Linked DNA regions of Drosophila melanogaster: all the other regions are linked to region 1. A link is a contact called in public Hi-C and targeted proximity ligation data. All regions are on one chromosome and are shown on one strand. The core of a region is the stretch at or near the end of the contact, and the rest is flanking DNA. Distances in the headings are between cores, read along the strand shown.

Evidence for each region. A called contact is a pair of places that touch in the nucleus more often than the background predicts.
Region 2: a Hi-C map of the Kc167 cell line shows a contact between it and region 1, with 2.7 times the contacts expected there. A contact is called at or near these places in 2 of 107 Hi-C or Micro-C datasets (both in the Kc167 cell line) and 2 of 7 datasets of targeted methods (both in the Kc167 cell line).
Region 3: a targeted proximity ligation map of the Kc167 cell line shows a contact between it and region 1, with 4 times the contacts expected there. A contact is called at or near these places in 6 of 107 Hi-C or Micro-C datasets (the Kc167 cell line and the S2 cell line) and 1 of 7 datasets of targeted methods (the Kc167 cell line).
Region 4: a targeted proximity ligation map of the Kc167 cell line shows a contact between it and region 1, with 6 times the contacts expected there. A contact is called at or near these places in 5 of 107 Hi-C or Micro-C datasets (the Kc167 cell line, the OSC cell line, the S2 cell line and 1 more) and 2 of 7 datasets of targeted methods (both in the Kc167 cell line).
Region 5: a targeted proximity ligation map of the Kc167 cell line shows a contact between it and region 1, with 4 times the contacts expected there. A contact is called at or near these places in 1 of 107 Hi-C or Micro-C datasets (the Kc167 cell line) and 2 of 7 datasets of targeted methods (both in the Kc167 cell line).

What each region holds. Positions count from the first base shown.
Region 1 is chr3R:23,332,418-23,335,347 of dm6, forward strand. lncRNA:CR46090 (long non-coding RNA:CR46090) reads right to left here and starts at 1,386. Exons shown (of 1, transcript NR_133438.1): 1 at 1,087-1,386. The region is part of intron 3 of pnt (pointed); the gene reads right to left.
Region 2 is chr3R:22,627,393-22,630,322 of dm6, forward strand. It overlaps lncRNA:CR43475 (long non-coding RNA:CR43475), which reads left to right and starts at 1,405. Exons shown (of 1, transcript NR_048466.1): 1 at 1,405-1,907. The region is part of intron 2 of loco (locomotion defects); the gene reads right to left. It also overlaps asRNA:CR43474.
Region 3 is chr3R:24,030,399-24,033,328 of dm6, forward strand. KrT95D (Krueppel target at 95D) reads right to left here and starts at 1,429. Exons shown (of 11, transcript NM_170110.4): 1 at 1,314-1,429; 2 at 96-633. The coding sequence starts at 370. Mettl3 (Methyltransferase like 3) reads left to right here and starts at 1,759. Exons shown (of 3, transcript NM_142947.4): 1 at 1,759-1,937; 2 at 2,000-2,293; 3 at 2,362-2,930. The coding sequence starts at 1,799.
Region 4 is chr3R:23,932,348-23,935,277 of dm6, forward strand. CG5854 reads left to right here and starts at 1,565. Exons shown (of 5, transcript NM_142939.2): 1 at 1,565-1,713; 2 at 1,824-1,997; 3 at 2,217-2,585; 4 at 2,682-2,930. The coding sequence starts at 1,680. It overlaps CG13599, which reads left to right. Exons shown (of 2, transcript NM_142937.4): 2 at 1-381. The coding sequence ends at 314. RpS19b (Ribosomal protein S19b) reads right to left here and starts at 1,183. Exons shown (of 3, transcript NM_142938.2): 1 at 1,130-1,183; 2 at 743-1,063; 3 at 382-672. The coding sequence starts at 1,048. The coding sequence ends at 511.
Region 5 is chr3R:23,888,573-23,891,502 of dm6, forward strand. Pli (Pellino) reads right to left here and starts at 1,480. Exons shown (of 10, transcript NM_001104420.3): 1 at 1,122-1,480; 2 at 485-547. The coding sequence starts at 495. It overlaps TfIIA-S (Transcription-factor-IIA-S), which reads right to left and starts at 2,488. Exons shown (of 2, transcript NM_079743.4): 1 at 2,312-2,488; 2 at 1,816-2,255. The coding sequence starts at 2,383. The coding sequence ends at 2,007.

The sequences.
Region 1 (2,930 bases), core at 136-2,635:
AACTACAACTATTACAATAAATGCTGCTAATTTGTCCATGGGATGCACTCAATTTAGACACATCCGTTCTACACAGCCAGAAAAAAATGGGTACATTTATGTACATACATATGTGTGTAAATAGAAAGAGAGGAACGCGCTTTTGTTTTGATAACATTGTTTTCGCCGTGAATGAATGGGTATGGAAATAGAAACGTTGAGGGAACGTGATTAGATAAAGTCTCTATGTCTTTTGTAAGCTATTTACATATTTGAATATATACACAGAGAGAAATTAGGCACATGTACATGTACTAGACTTAATTTACAACTTGAATTGTAAAATTGTAATTTTTTCGTATTACCATACTAATAAATGGCATAATTTTAACACTCAGCCTAACTTTATTCATAATTTTGCATTCATAAATCAGCAATAAGTTCGAATACTAATTACCCAAGCATTAGCTGCATAAAATTGAAAAAAAAATATGGAAATATCATTGGTGCTAAAACGAATGCCATAATGCACCGAATTATACCGTCATAAAGGCCTCAATTCAAATGAATCAAAAAAGTTCTCGCGCGATTAATTCCAGGCGAAACAACAACAAAAATCAACGTCGGGCTATCAAAATTTATGAATGAATAAAGCAGAATCAGGCGAAAACCCGACAAAAGGCAAGACAGAGGAAAATAAAAAAAAAAAGTATTAATAAAAAGGCAAGTAAAATAAGCAAACAAAACGAAAATCACAAATAGTAAGTGAGTACAAAGTGGCGTGCATATGAAATATAAAGCAGGCGATATAGCCCACTACAAACGCACAAATCCACACACACTCACACACACACATGTACATATATGTATGTATGTACCTCTGAATATGAATGAATGAAAAATTGTAGAAGCAGCACAACCGCAACACCAACAACATAAGTTGTTAACGCAGCAGTTCCACGAACTAAAAAAACAAAAAACCAAAACCCCAAAAAAAAAACACCAACGACAACCACAGAAGACGGGAAAAAAGATCTGTGAACAAGAAATTTGAAAGGTAACAAAAAACTGAAATTAAAACAAAAACTTAAAATCAGAAACACGAGCAAGTGTGTGTTGGCAACTCGTTTTCCAGTTTTCCATTTTTCCACATGCAGCAGCTGCCCACAAATTGTGCGTGGAGTGTTGGCGAAGAGGAGGGGAGTGGAGTGGAGTGTTGGAGTGGGGTCTGGAAGGGGGTGGTGCCTGGAATGGTGGGAAGGGGGGGAGTTCAAATTATGAATAAATAAGTAGTTGGTCCAAGAGCAAACAGCTAAAAATCAAAGCAAATACACAAAAACAATGAAAACAAAACTGGGATGGCGAAGAACATTTTGTAGTTGAAGTTAAGATACCCTTGCTGGTATTAAAACATTTAACAAAATAGTAGATTGGCAATTAGATTTTTCGAAAAACAAAGGCTTTTGTTCAATACGAATTTGGTTTAAACATTCTTAAAAGTATAGTTAAGGTTAGTTTTCAAGATTTTTTAGAATTTCAGCGACTTGGTTGCAAAATCCCAACTAAACCATAATACCCTACACTACACTGCAGGGTATAAAAAGGCAACGACGACTGCAGTTGGATTTCGAGCCAAAGTCGACGCGCCCACGGGCAGCGACAGAAGAAGAAGAAGATGAGAAGCTGGAGCAGCGATAAAAGAGGAGCCCCAAAGACAAAGCCGGAGAACAAGAAGAAGAGTAAGAGCCGGTTTGCAGGAACAAGCCTAGAAGAAGAGGAAGAAGGAAGAGGAGCACTGGTGGAGTGGAGGAGGGGAGGGGGCGACGGGGCAATGCAGGCACACGCAAAAAAGGAAGGAAACAAACATCAAGCCCCAATGACAGAGGAAGCAACCACAACAACAACAAATGGCCGTGGAAGAAGGGGAGACAGCGGCAACAAGATCCACTCGTCGCTGGCTCTTATCCCCACTCCCATTCCCAATTCCATTTCCATTCCCCCATTCATCAACTGCATTTTAATTCTTTTTTGGTTGTCTTTGCGTTTTGTTTTTTTTTCTTCGTTTTATTATTCGAGAACCAACTAGTTTTGTTGTTTTTTGCTGCCTGGCGAGTATGAATGAAAACGAACGTGTTTCTTGGAGAGCGGGAGCCCCAATTTGAGAGCGGGAGAGCGCTGGGGAGCAGCGGCGCCGGCAGCGACGTCGACAGCGCGGGGATGAATGAAATGAGCAGCAAAATGAATGAAAGTTGTGGGGCTCGCGCAGTCAACGTCGCTGCCAGCGTCAACGTTAGGCTCTCCCGATCTCTCACTCTCCCACTCTCCTTGTGAAGAGAATTTGTATATTTTTTCTACTTTTTATACAAATCATAGCGCACATATTTAATAAGCGAAAATATAATTTGCTTTATTTATTGTTTCGTTTGGTTCATTTCGTTTCGTTTTGTTTCTTGTTATTTTCAAAGTTTATGATTAATGAGAGATGATTACGGCGTGTGAGTGTGCGTGCGTGAGTGTACTTTTGTATCTGTGTGCGCGTATAATTAAAATAAGGGCAGCCTTTTGCATACACTTGCAAAAAAAGGATTTTTTTTATTTCTGCTAAGAAAAAATTGTTTTTGCACTGTTTTAGTCATTCCAATTGCAGGAGTCCGAAATGGTTTTAAACGTACAATATGATTACGTTATTATATTTTTAATAAACGATTTCCCAAGGTTTTATGCATTTTAAGTACATTTAGATTTCAGGGCGACCCTTATGCCAAGTGTATCTTTCGTGCGCATAATGTAAACTAAATTTACGTGCCTGGCTCCCGATCTTTTCTGCTTCTTCTGGCCCGCGATGTTCCCCTTTTTTATGTGCCATCCCCATTTTCCATTCAGCATCTGCGCAGTTGTCGCCGTTTTTGCATGTTTTTTCCCCCCCGTTTTTTTCGCCTTTCTGTTTCTGT
Region 2 (2,930 bases), core at 155-2,654, 710 kb before region 1:
GCAAGGGGCTTAATGAGGCAAAAACATTTGTAGTTTTGCGAAACACATGCCGACGAGTAAATAAATTGCTCTAAAAATAGTCAAAGCACGCTGGCAAATAAATTAAGCGATCCGATCCCACCCCCTTCCACCATTCCATCCTTCCAGTGGTGTAAACAAAGAAAGTCCCAGACAACATTTGGAATAATTAAAATGCCAAGCAAAGGCAACTGGAATGCGGGCGGCCGCTGCTTTGTTGTTGTGCATTTGGTTGATAAATTAAGCAATTTGCAGATATACAAAAGTGTAGATCAACGAAGGAGGTGAGGAGGGCTCTGAAAAGAACGCGTGGAAGTCGACCCCCCATCAGCGTCCAATTTCCAGATCATGTGAGCACTGGAAAATTATTTTATTTTTCCTTTTCGCCGCGTGTGCGTTTTTTGTCTATAATTTCACAGTTATTTATGATTTGTTTAGCTAAAGGCCAGTGGGCAAAAAAATATAGGGAACTATAATTTCCCCCATTTTACGCACTTCGCACTGGTTTCCATCTGCGTTTTTGTGCGTAAATGAGCCAATTCCAGGCAATCCCATCTGTTCCGTTCCCAAATCCCCAATTGCAACAACAAACATCGTTTTACATTTGTGAATTACAGTGGAGCTTCTATAGGAACATTTTTCAATTTTACAGAAACTGATATTCATTTAAATTTTCAAAGAAACTAAGTTAATTTTGGATAGTTCTGGAAAGTTAGTTGCTGTCTTTTTCCATTGTCAATTGATTCCAATTTCCCAGTTACGGTAGGTTTGCCTGCATCGCTTTTTTGAACAATTGTGCACATTAAATTAAATATCCGGCATGCTGCTTGTTTTTCCTGCTTCTTTTTGTTTGCGTTAATTTTATGGAAGATAATGCGGGTCATATGCGTTCTGTTCAGAAAACTCCAGGCGGAAGATACATATACAATATGTATTTAAAATTTAAGTACAGGAATCGTACGGATATGTGAATGGAATTTTTACAATGCCCACAGACGGCGATTAACGACTACTTTTGTGCGGCCCAAAGTGTGGGCAATGCGATGGGAATATTTACTTAATTTCTTTATTGATCAATGGAAATGGTTTATATCGGCGTGGGCCACTTTCCCACTTGGCAACCGAGGATCCAAGTGATGACCCATGAGCACCATTGAAAAGTGAAATGCGGCACGCGACGCCCATGCAAATGTGATAATTAGAAAGTCATTATGGCTGGCAATCGTTGGCCATCTAATACCAATGGGTGACATCTTCGCTTGAGGTGATACATTGCATACACACATAGAAAAAGTACTTCCTAAAAGGGAAATCTAAGCAGTAAAAGTGAATCTAATCATTTCGAAACACGAACAATTCAGATTATTACCTGTATATTAAAAATTATCAAACGAACTATAATATAAAATCGCATCTACACATCTATTGATTCTACGTCTCGAATTCTCTTCCTAATTCCGAACCCTGAATTTGCGCAGAATTTAATGCTGATCGATTTGTGGCATTACAAACAGCTAATTTATATGGACCAATAAACTATTACTAAATGGCGTAATCCAATTTGGCGTACATCTAGAATGCAACGCAGGGTAAACACCACGAAGCTGACGAGTTCAAAGATCATTCGGGGATCATTCTTGGGCTGGGGTATTCGCTGGAAGCCAGGTGCCGCCATACGGACAACCATCAACGGATTTTACGGACACGCATTAATGGCCATTGATTGACGACGACTCGAGCGTAAATAAACAGCTTCCAGTGAAAAAATTATGAAGAGTTTTTGGCGTAAACAAATTTGGAACTAAAATCATATCGGAACGGAATCGAATCGAATCGAAACGAGGCGAATCACATTGGCGCCAGCTGGCGAAGTACACTCAACAAATTTTAGGGGGCATGTGTTTGAAAATATTTAAATCATATTTAGTTTTTCGTGAAATAAAAATGTATTTTAATTTTCATTTTAAATTTGTATTCTAAAATTTTTAATTATCTATTCAGTCTTGACCTACTACTTGCATTGCCGTCTTATTATTGACGCTTTAGATGATAGATTTTAATAATTTCGTAAATATTGTTGAGTGTACTCCCAGGCGCGATTAATCCCACTTGGGTTGTGAATGGAATCTAGAAGTGACTCACTCGCATGACGTTGGTGGTGTCGCGCAGCGGAGGCGGCTTGCTGAAGTCCATCTGCTGCACTGCATCCGGATCGCTGAGGGATCTGCGCAGCGTGGTCACCGATGCGCGCTTGGAGTGAAAGGAGCCGCGCAGGAAACGAGCAAATTCGCAGGCGGCATTCTTTCCCACACGACAAACTGCCCGTGGAGGCGTGACCTTGAAGCTGGGCAGGAGTGGAGCGTGCATCTCGAAGGAAGAGTCCGGAGAGAGATTGCGGCTATTGGAGCTGCCCGACTGTGAAGTGAGATTGGAGCTGGCCGAGCTGATGCCGTCGTCGTGCTCCTCCTCGTCCTCGGAGCTGGTGGGTACTTCTCCGCCAGATGCAGCCAGTGGACTACAGCCCAGTTGCTCCTCCACCCGATCCCTGGTCACTCTGATCAGCACTGGGGAATCGGCGCGATTATCCTCCATCTCTGGCTCACTGAGTTTTCGGTTGCCACTCCGTCTTTTGGTGGCCGAACTGAAGAACTGCAGCACGCGGGAGGCACTGCGGCAACTGCGTCGTTCCGCCTGGACACGTGCCATGGCCATGGGTGGTGGCATCAGGTCCTCTGCCTCTGCGCATTTCCTAGGCAATGGATTCACCAACACTTTCTCCTCCTGCACGGTCTCCGGTGCAATTGTTATTTGCGGTGAGGCACTGCGTCTGCCACTGGCACTTTGATAAAACTCCTTGGCCTTGCGGCATATGTATGGTGAGCTAATCTTGGACTTGACCTTCGGTGTGCTGG
Region 3 (2,930 bases), core at 179-2,678, 700 kb after region 1:
CAAAACAAAACAAAAATTGGCAAGAAACTATGCTTTTACTGTCCCTACGTCGCATTTTGTATGTATGTACATAAGTGAAATTTGTTTACACTCACCTTGGGATGCAATTGGGCGGCGTTCGGTCCACTTCCCAGGCGGCGAATAGCTTCATGGGCACCGGTTTCTGGCCAGTGGTCATTCCTGCTCCGGCGGACAAGCCAGCCGTTCCGGATATGCCACCAGATCCGGAGACTCCTCCTCCGCCGCCGGAACCGCCGCCTCCTCCGCCACTTTGCAGGTTGAGCGGACCGCCTCCAGGGCCGCTGCCGCCGGTGCCGCTGATTACGGCAAATTTATCCACCAACTTGGACGACTTATCGACCATCTTCATGTTGTTTCTTTGCTGGTTCCCGTCGAAAGGTATTTTTTGTGTTCTTAACTGTTGTTTATGTACTTGGGGTGCACATTATTTCGATGCAAACTGGGGAATATATGTCGTCGAGCAGGCACATAATTTTCAGATTTTCTGATAGTTTTCACAATTCAATATTTCGAAAGTTTTTTTTTGTCGATTTTCTGGTTAGCCCGCCAATACATACATATACACACGCACGAACGGACATACACGCACGTTGGGGAAGGGCGTGCCGCCGCCTTAAAAAAAGAAGCGAAGAGCTGTAGTATACACAGTGAAAAACGAGGGGTGGTTGGTGGGTGTGTGGGTTTCTTCTTTCGTTCTTTCTTTCTTTCTTGTTGTTGTGATGGGGCGCGCGCTGCAACTGCACTCGCACTGAATCAATATGTATGTACGCGCTGCGGAATCTGTTGCGGATTAGACAGCTCCTTCTCCTCGGCTGCTAGCGACTCGGAATCGGATTTGGATTCGGAACGGACTCGGAAGCTGCTGCTGCTTGTGCTGCAGCTTTGGATCGCGTCGAAAGTGCCGCGAACGAACCGTCATGCTCCAGAGTAAAAGTGCGAATGTCGCGTTATAAATCTGGCCCCAGTTCAGCTGCCTCACTCTCGCTCTCTCTTCTCTCTCTGTCACCCTCTCTGTATCACGACCCAACAATAACAATGTGTGCAAATGCTATGTGCACACACACACATAGACGAGATTTTCGCAAATCCCCACTTCTGTGTACGCGCGTGTGACTGTGTTTGAGTGCGCGCACTTAATGCTTTGCTCTCTCTTGCGCGCATAAACAAAAAAGAAAACGCCACGAATTTCGGGGAGCAGGCAAAAGGCGGCACTCGCTCTATTTCTCTTCAGCACTCGCGCGCGTTTTTATCGCGAGTCGATCACAGGTTAAACTGATTGGGTTATTATTTACGATTGGAGCGGTTTTCATCAAATATTTATGCGTTTCGGCACGTTTTATTTGGCAAAATGTTGCGGAGCAGCTATGTTGCAGCTTCCGCTTTTTGCGATGGGGAGCGGAGCAGTGTGGCCAGAGCGGATTCCTTGAAAATATCAACTGGGCGGTGCGGGTAAAATCGTATATACCAATCAATAAATAACTGTGTGTGGTCCAATAGATCATACAAATTAGAATAAGAAATATAATGGGGGCACAGCAATGTTAATACTTTCAACGTTTTTTAATTTTAATTTTGAATACCAGCCTACTTCCAACACTGGCCCTTTTAACGTTCTTGATGGTAATTTAAAATTTACTTGTGTAAAATGTATAAGTAGATTACCTTAGTTTAGTATTTTAATGTAACGTGTTTACCTGCAATGTGAACACGGTCACACTGCGAGCCTTTGTAAAAAAAATTTCATTGTTTACCAAAGGCCGGCAGCGTTTTATAAACAATGGCAGATGCGTGGGACATAAAATCACTCAAGACAAAGCGGAACACGCTCCGCGAGAAGCTGGAAAAGCGCAAGAAGGAGCGCATTGAGATTCTCTCGGACATTCAGGAGGATCTGACGAATCCCAAAAAGGAACTCGGTGAGCACCGGCAATGGCAACAAGTTGGAGCCACAAAAATGAATATATTTTTGCATTTCCAGTTGAGGCTGACTTGGAAGTACAGAAGGAGGTGCTGCAGGCCCTCAGTTCCTGCTCCCTGGCCCTGCCCATTGTCTCCACACAGGTGGTGGAAAAGATTGCCGGCAGCAGCCTGGAGATGGTGAACTTTATTCTAGGCAAACTGGCCAACCAGGGTGCAATTGTGATCCGGAACGTGACCATCGGCACCGAGGCCGGCTGCGAAATCATCTCTGTGCAGCCCAAGGAGCTGAAGGAGATCCTGGAAGACACCAACGATACGTGTCAGCAAAAGGAGGAGGAGGCCAAGAGAAAGTGTGGGTCTCACAGAAATTACTACTCTCATAAGTCTAATAATTATAATAATTTGCTGTTGATTTTACAGTGGAAGTCGACGATGTTGATCAGCCACAGGAGAAGACAATAAAACTGGAGTCCACTGTAGCGCGGAAAGAGTCCACAAGCCTGGATGCTCCGGACGATATTATGATGCTGCTATCCATGCCTTCCACCCGCGAAAAACAGAGTAAGCAGGTGGGCGAGGAGATTCTTGAGCTGCTTACTAAGCCTACGGCCAAAGAGCGATCCGTGGCTGAGAAGTTTAAGTCCCACGGCGGAGCGCAGGTCATGGAGTTTTGCTCCCACGGCACAAAAGTCGAGTGCCTGAAGGCTCAACAAGCCACCGCCGAGATGGCGGCCAAAAAGAAACAAGAAAGAAGAGACGAAAAGGAGCTTCGCCCGGATGTTGATGCGGGCGAAAACGTCACCGGTAAGGTACCCAAGACAGAATCGGCAGCCGAGGATGGAGAAATCATTGCGGAGGTTATAAACAATTGCGAAGCCGAGTCGCAGGAATCCACCGATGGCAGCGATACCTGCAGCAGTGAGACAACAGACAAGTGCACCAAACTGCATTTCAAAAAGATCATCCAGGCTCACACGGACGAATCTCTG
Region 4 (2,930 bases), core at 315-2,814, 600 kb after region 1:
GTGACTCCTTTAATCTAATCCCAAAGCATATATTAAGCCAACTTCCGCGCAGCTGCAAGAACATACACCTGCATCTACTGCATTGCAGTGAAAACACACCGAATGAATTACGCTGCTGCAAGGAGATGGATATTTACCACGATCTTGGCGTGCGGAATCTGGATAAATCTGGGGAAGACGTTAGCCAGACCAACGAAGAGCATGACGTTTTGAAAGCAGCAAATGAAACCAGCGGTTGGTGGCAGGCCGAGGTCATAGTTCGCGGTTTCAGAGCTCCTGGCAACCAAAAATCGGGAGATTTGTGGTCTAGCTAACATTTTATAACTTGGATTCTTGCTATTCGGCGTGTTTGTGTCAAAAATAAAGTTTCGAATCGTTTATATTTCAAGTATTAAGTTATTTTATTATGTATATAATTGTTTAATTTTATTTTTGGTTTCGATTTATTGAGAATGTTTTGAAAACCCAAGGCACTCAAAGATGATCCATCGTGGTATTGGTATTATCATCTTAGGTAGTGATAATCATGGAAACTGGTGCACTGCGCTCTCGCTGCTTGGCCACAATCTTGTTGGCTATGCGATCCAAGTTACGTTGTCCTTGCGGAGTCAGCTTACGACCACCATCCGGGTGCCTCTCCACCATGTTAGCAGCTTCCAAGGCTTGAAGAGCCTGCTCATGTGTTAGATACATGCTAAGTAATATTAAATATAACCTTAAAGTACAACCATTTCCCACTCACCTTGCGAATACAGCCATCCGATGAGCGACAGTGCTTGGACGGACGAACACCGTTGCGCTTGCGCCCGCTATAGACCTTGGTGAAGGCCCCAACGCCGGCGGGACTGCGCAGGTACAGGTGTCTCATAATAGAGGCGCAGCGAGTGTAGAACCAGTCGTCGTCGGTAGGAGCAGTCTCCTTGAACTTGCCAGTCTTCATATAGACGGCCTGTTCGGGCACAAAAATTTTTCCGGATTTTTTGAGAAAAGCAGCCATGTTTTTGGTCAGAACGTGCTGATCGATTTCCTTTACTGTGACTCCAGGCATGTTGCTCTCTACGTTCTTGAAAGCACGTTTTTAAGGCTCATGGGTCCGATATATGTATGTATGTATTTAAAAAAGTCTTACCTTTTGAGAAGAAAAAGGTTTGCTTCCGGTTAGTTTGCTGACTTTAGTCAAAATGGACGATTGGCAAGTGACGTTTGAAAGAGGGACCAGGTCATTGACCCCAAAGGATTACTTTCCGATAGTTTTGTCGTGCAGTATTGGTGAACTTGGCAATTCTTTTCGAAAACTTAACCTATAAACTTGGAAAGGAACGCAATGTAGCAAAACTACTGTTCTTGGTGACAGGGGGTTTAAGGTAGACTAACAAGGACAATTTTATGACACTGAAGCCCTATGGAGTAAGAATCAAAGAACTGCTGTATTTTGGTTTGTATAAATGAATAAAACGTTCTACGCTAATTGAAGAGCATTCGAAGAGGTTTGAATACAGCGCCATAGGGTGACCAGCTTGTGGAGCATTGAAGGTATTTCTTGTTTTAAGAATGATCACGGGATGGTCACACTAGAAATACAGCCAAACAAAACAACAAAAAGCATTTCGAGCGCTAACAAATATATATCTTTCGACTTGACTCATTCGCATTCCGGTTGACCGTGTCGCGCCTGCAGCATGTCTGAAAAGCCGACTGTTCTGATTTTGGGTGGTAAGTGGTCCCGCTGCATCCTCCTCATCGTCATCCTGCCCCCGCTCCCCACTCCACACTTCCGCTTATCAGCATCGCTGACTGCATCGCTGCTCTTCCTCTTCCCGCAGGCTGCGGCTTCATTGGACGCAACTTGGCCACTTATCTGCTGGACAATGAACTGGCGCAGGAAATACGACTGGCCGATAAGACCCCTCCGCAGATGGCATGGCTAAACGAGGAGCAGACGCGGGTCTTCGAGAGCGATCGGGTGGAGTTCTGCAGCGCGAACCTAATAAACGCCGGTAGGTAATCACTACATTAGGGTGGCTCGTTCCACCAGGATGCGGATCACAACTCCTATGGAGATCCAAAATCCGCAATTAACATTCTTGTGAAAGGAAAGCGCTATCGGATATAGAATTTTCAAGTACCACCTTGGTATCGCTGCGCGTAACGAGCCACCCTAATGCATTTGTTGCACCTAAACTGGTTATAGAACGCTTCCCTTTGTTTTCATACAGCCTCATGCAAGGCGGCTTTTGCGCCACACCCCACCACTGGACGGGCCTGGGACATTGTCATCAATTGTGCGGCCGAGACGCGTGCCAACCAGGATGATGCCGTATACAAGGAGGGTATCCTGAAGCTCAGTTTGAACTGCGCCAATGAGGCGGCTAACCAGCGGGTCAAACGATACGTGGAACTCAGCTCTGGTTGTGTGAACAGCAGCGAAAAGACGCCGTTAAAAGAGGACTGCAAGACGGATCCCTGGACGGGCGTGGCCAAGCAGAAGCTCAAGGTGGAGAAGGAACTGGCCAACATCGACGATCTCAGTTACACGGTCGTCCGTTTGCCCGTGGTCTATGGCATTGGCGATAAGCGCTATTTGAGTGAGTGTCCCTCTTCGCTGATACCCGATAATTGATGTAATTGACAAAGCCCATGGGTTAATCCCGAACCCACCACCCATTGCCTTTCGTTTACAGTGCCGCGCATTATAATCGCTGCCATATACAAATACCTGAACGAGACAATGAAGCTGCTGTGGAACGATGCCATGCGTTTGAATACTGTGCACGTATCGGACGTGTGCGCTGCCGTTTGGCAATTGGCTCAGAGTCCCAAGACCGCCGGTCAGATCTACAACATCTGCGATGATTCAGCATCGACGCAGGGCACCATTAGTAATCTTTTAGTGGATATTTTCGACATCAATTTGGATTTCTTCGGCCTTG
Region 5 (2,930 bases), core at 230-2,729, 560 kb after region 1:
AGTAGCGATTAACAAAACCGAAAAGAAAAAAACAGAAACCTCTCACAAGGAAAACAATTATAAATTGCGTTATAATTTGTGCGATATGGATGCGGTGAGAATGTGAAATTGTTTATCAGACTTTTGGGGTTCAATAGACCCGACCAGACGCGGCGAATGCAACGCAAATCCCCATTCTAAATACGAAGTACAGGAAACTTCGGCTAGAGAAAAGAAATCCAAATGAATTTTACGAAGATTGTACTTGAACTTACAGTTAATCGTAATCTATATTCACTTTCCAAAAAACCCATTCTAAGCAATAGCTCTGGTGTTTATTTATGGATCTGCTTTATGGAGCGTTGACTGTAGAACCCTGCCTGTGACGAACATAGACGCTAATTGGTCTGTCGAAATGGGTTAACGACATTGCTTGATATCGGAGAATACATAGGCTTGACTGATAAAACTGAAATGCATTTACGATTATTGGACGATTACTTACCGTTTCACCATTTTGTTGGTTACCCCCGAGTTGTTTTCCTGCTGAGTGCCAATATCAACGGATCTGTTATAATCCAGTTTTGATGTAAAGATTTTAATGCGACGGAAATTAATTTTGCCGATCTTTTAGTCAAACCTTTAAATAATCGATACGGATATTATGGATTAATTTTAATTGCTATTCAACGCAACTTTTACTTCCTAGAAGGCGAGAAGTATTTTTTTAAAGTGATGGAGACGCAGCAGGAGTCCAATTGGAAACATACAAAACTAGAAGGGAAGGGGGTACATAAATTTATTTATATTTCACAGGGCGCTGCTCAATTTGTTTCCAATTTTTCTGCTGCTGCGACGCCAACGCAAGGTTTTATTTTCAATTTTTTTTTTTCTTTTCTCGTTGACTGCACGAAAAATTGATCCGCTTTCGCCGTAATTATATTCACGTTTCTGCAGTGGAAAACGGCGGAGATTAGCACGCAATATAAATGCACTTTAGATTTTTCCCTTGCCCACTTCTCGCCTCCCCAACCACCGCTAGCTCCGCTTTTCCGCTTTTCCACTTTCTTTGCGGCGCTTAGTCACTTCGCAGCACACACTAGGCACACTCTTCAAAATCACACTTCGTTTTGCATTTTTACCTCTCGAATGCGATTTATTCAGCAATCTGCTTGGGATATTATTGATATTGCTTTCGCACTGGCTCATCCGCACAAAGAATCTAAGGGATTTTCTTATGTTATTTTCCGATACACATAAACAAAGCTCGCGGCGTTTGGCTTTTCCGCATCTCGCGCGCGTTTTCGATTTAAAATCGCCTCGACTTCGATCGCCTGGCAGTTTCGATTCGCGGGCTTCTCTTAAAGTGAAGGCAGTGCCTGCCGTTCCTGTTATTGTTTTGTTGTTAATTGTCAGCGATTAAACGGCGTAGACAACAACAAATAACGATGCGTGGTTATGCGGGCGGTGGTTTTTGTTCGTTGGAGCAAGTGTGACTGCAGGTCGCGAGGCTAGCGAGCCCACTCGAAATGGCTACACCAAAAAGTGTGACTAAAAAATACCAAAATAACATATCACTGCTATCTAGCGAGGTCACTCACCATTAGCTGACTAACAGAGCTCTGTAAAGTGCTCAAACTAAATGAACTACAATTATTAGCAAATAATAAATAAATGTTTTCACACGTACACATATTTTGCATTACTATTTGGTAATGGCATTAAAGAACCCTTTTGTGCCCTACAGATTTTTGTAACGCAATTATTTGCATACCCACCTCATGTTTCCAAGAACTCCCTTTTTTTTAACGGAATACATAACAAACATACTCGACTCGGTGAACTGTGAATTAACAGTGTATTTCTTGCAATGCCTGCTGCATCGCACGGTCGGTTTTCGTTTTCCAACCCAGCTTATCGCCTACGAATCTTACAGCTATTTGTAATGGTTATAATGGTGTGTTTTGTGGGGTTACATGGTGTGTTTAGTGGGGTTACATTGGGTGTTCAGATCGGGTCGGTGGTGTTCAGAACTCGCCGCTCTTGCCGTCGCAGGCCACGATCTTCACCTTGTCCACCTTGACGATCTCGTGCACTTCGCGGAACTCCACATCGTTAAGCATGAGAGTCCAGACATTGTCGCAGAAGCGGTAGGTGTTTAGTTTTCCAGCCTTGAAGGTGACGCGGGCCTTGACCCGCTGGTTTAGGGCATTGTTGATGCTCTTGTCGAATTGCAGCAGAACCTTGAAAGCCAGTCCGGGCGTAATCTGGCCGTACTGCAATATGGAAGCCCAAAATTACAATGCGTTTCACTTCGCCAGCGCGAACTCACCTGAATCAGCTCGTCGAGGCTCTCCTGCAGGGTGTTGCCGAGCGTGGTGTTGCGGTACAGTTGATACGACATAGTGGCTGCCTTAATTCCGACGGAACAGCTTTTTCTTCTGCGACTTTTCTACGAACCTGTCAAGTCAAGCAAAAATTTTTAATGCGAAGCAACAGATTAGTGTTGGTTAGCACGCGATAGCGTGACACTTTGGAACACTTCTGTTATAGGGCTGCCAGATTGCAAGACGACTGGTCACCTTAGCTCTGCGTAGTTGCAATGTCAACCGAGAGGTGGCACCTTGGTGCTTGACTGTTTTATTTTGAATTTAAAAACAATAGAAAATGGTATAGTCGAGTTCCCCGACTATCAGATACCCGTTACTCAGCTAGTGGGAATGCCAAAGGGAACATTTCATCATTTTTCTGGGATATCGATAGATACTGGGGAATAAAATAGTCGTGACCGTTTTGGGCGTATTGTAGCAAAAGGAGGCGCGTGGCTAGTGTTTTTTTTTGCACGAAGAAAAATCTAAGCATTTTTCAAAAGTGTGGGCGTGGCAAAATGAGATCAATACAGACGGACATGGCCAGATCGACTCGGCTATTGATCCTGATCAAAAATGTAT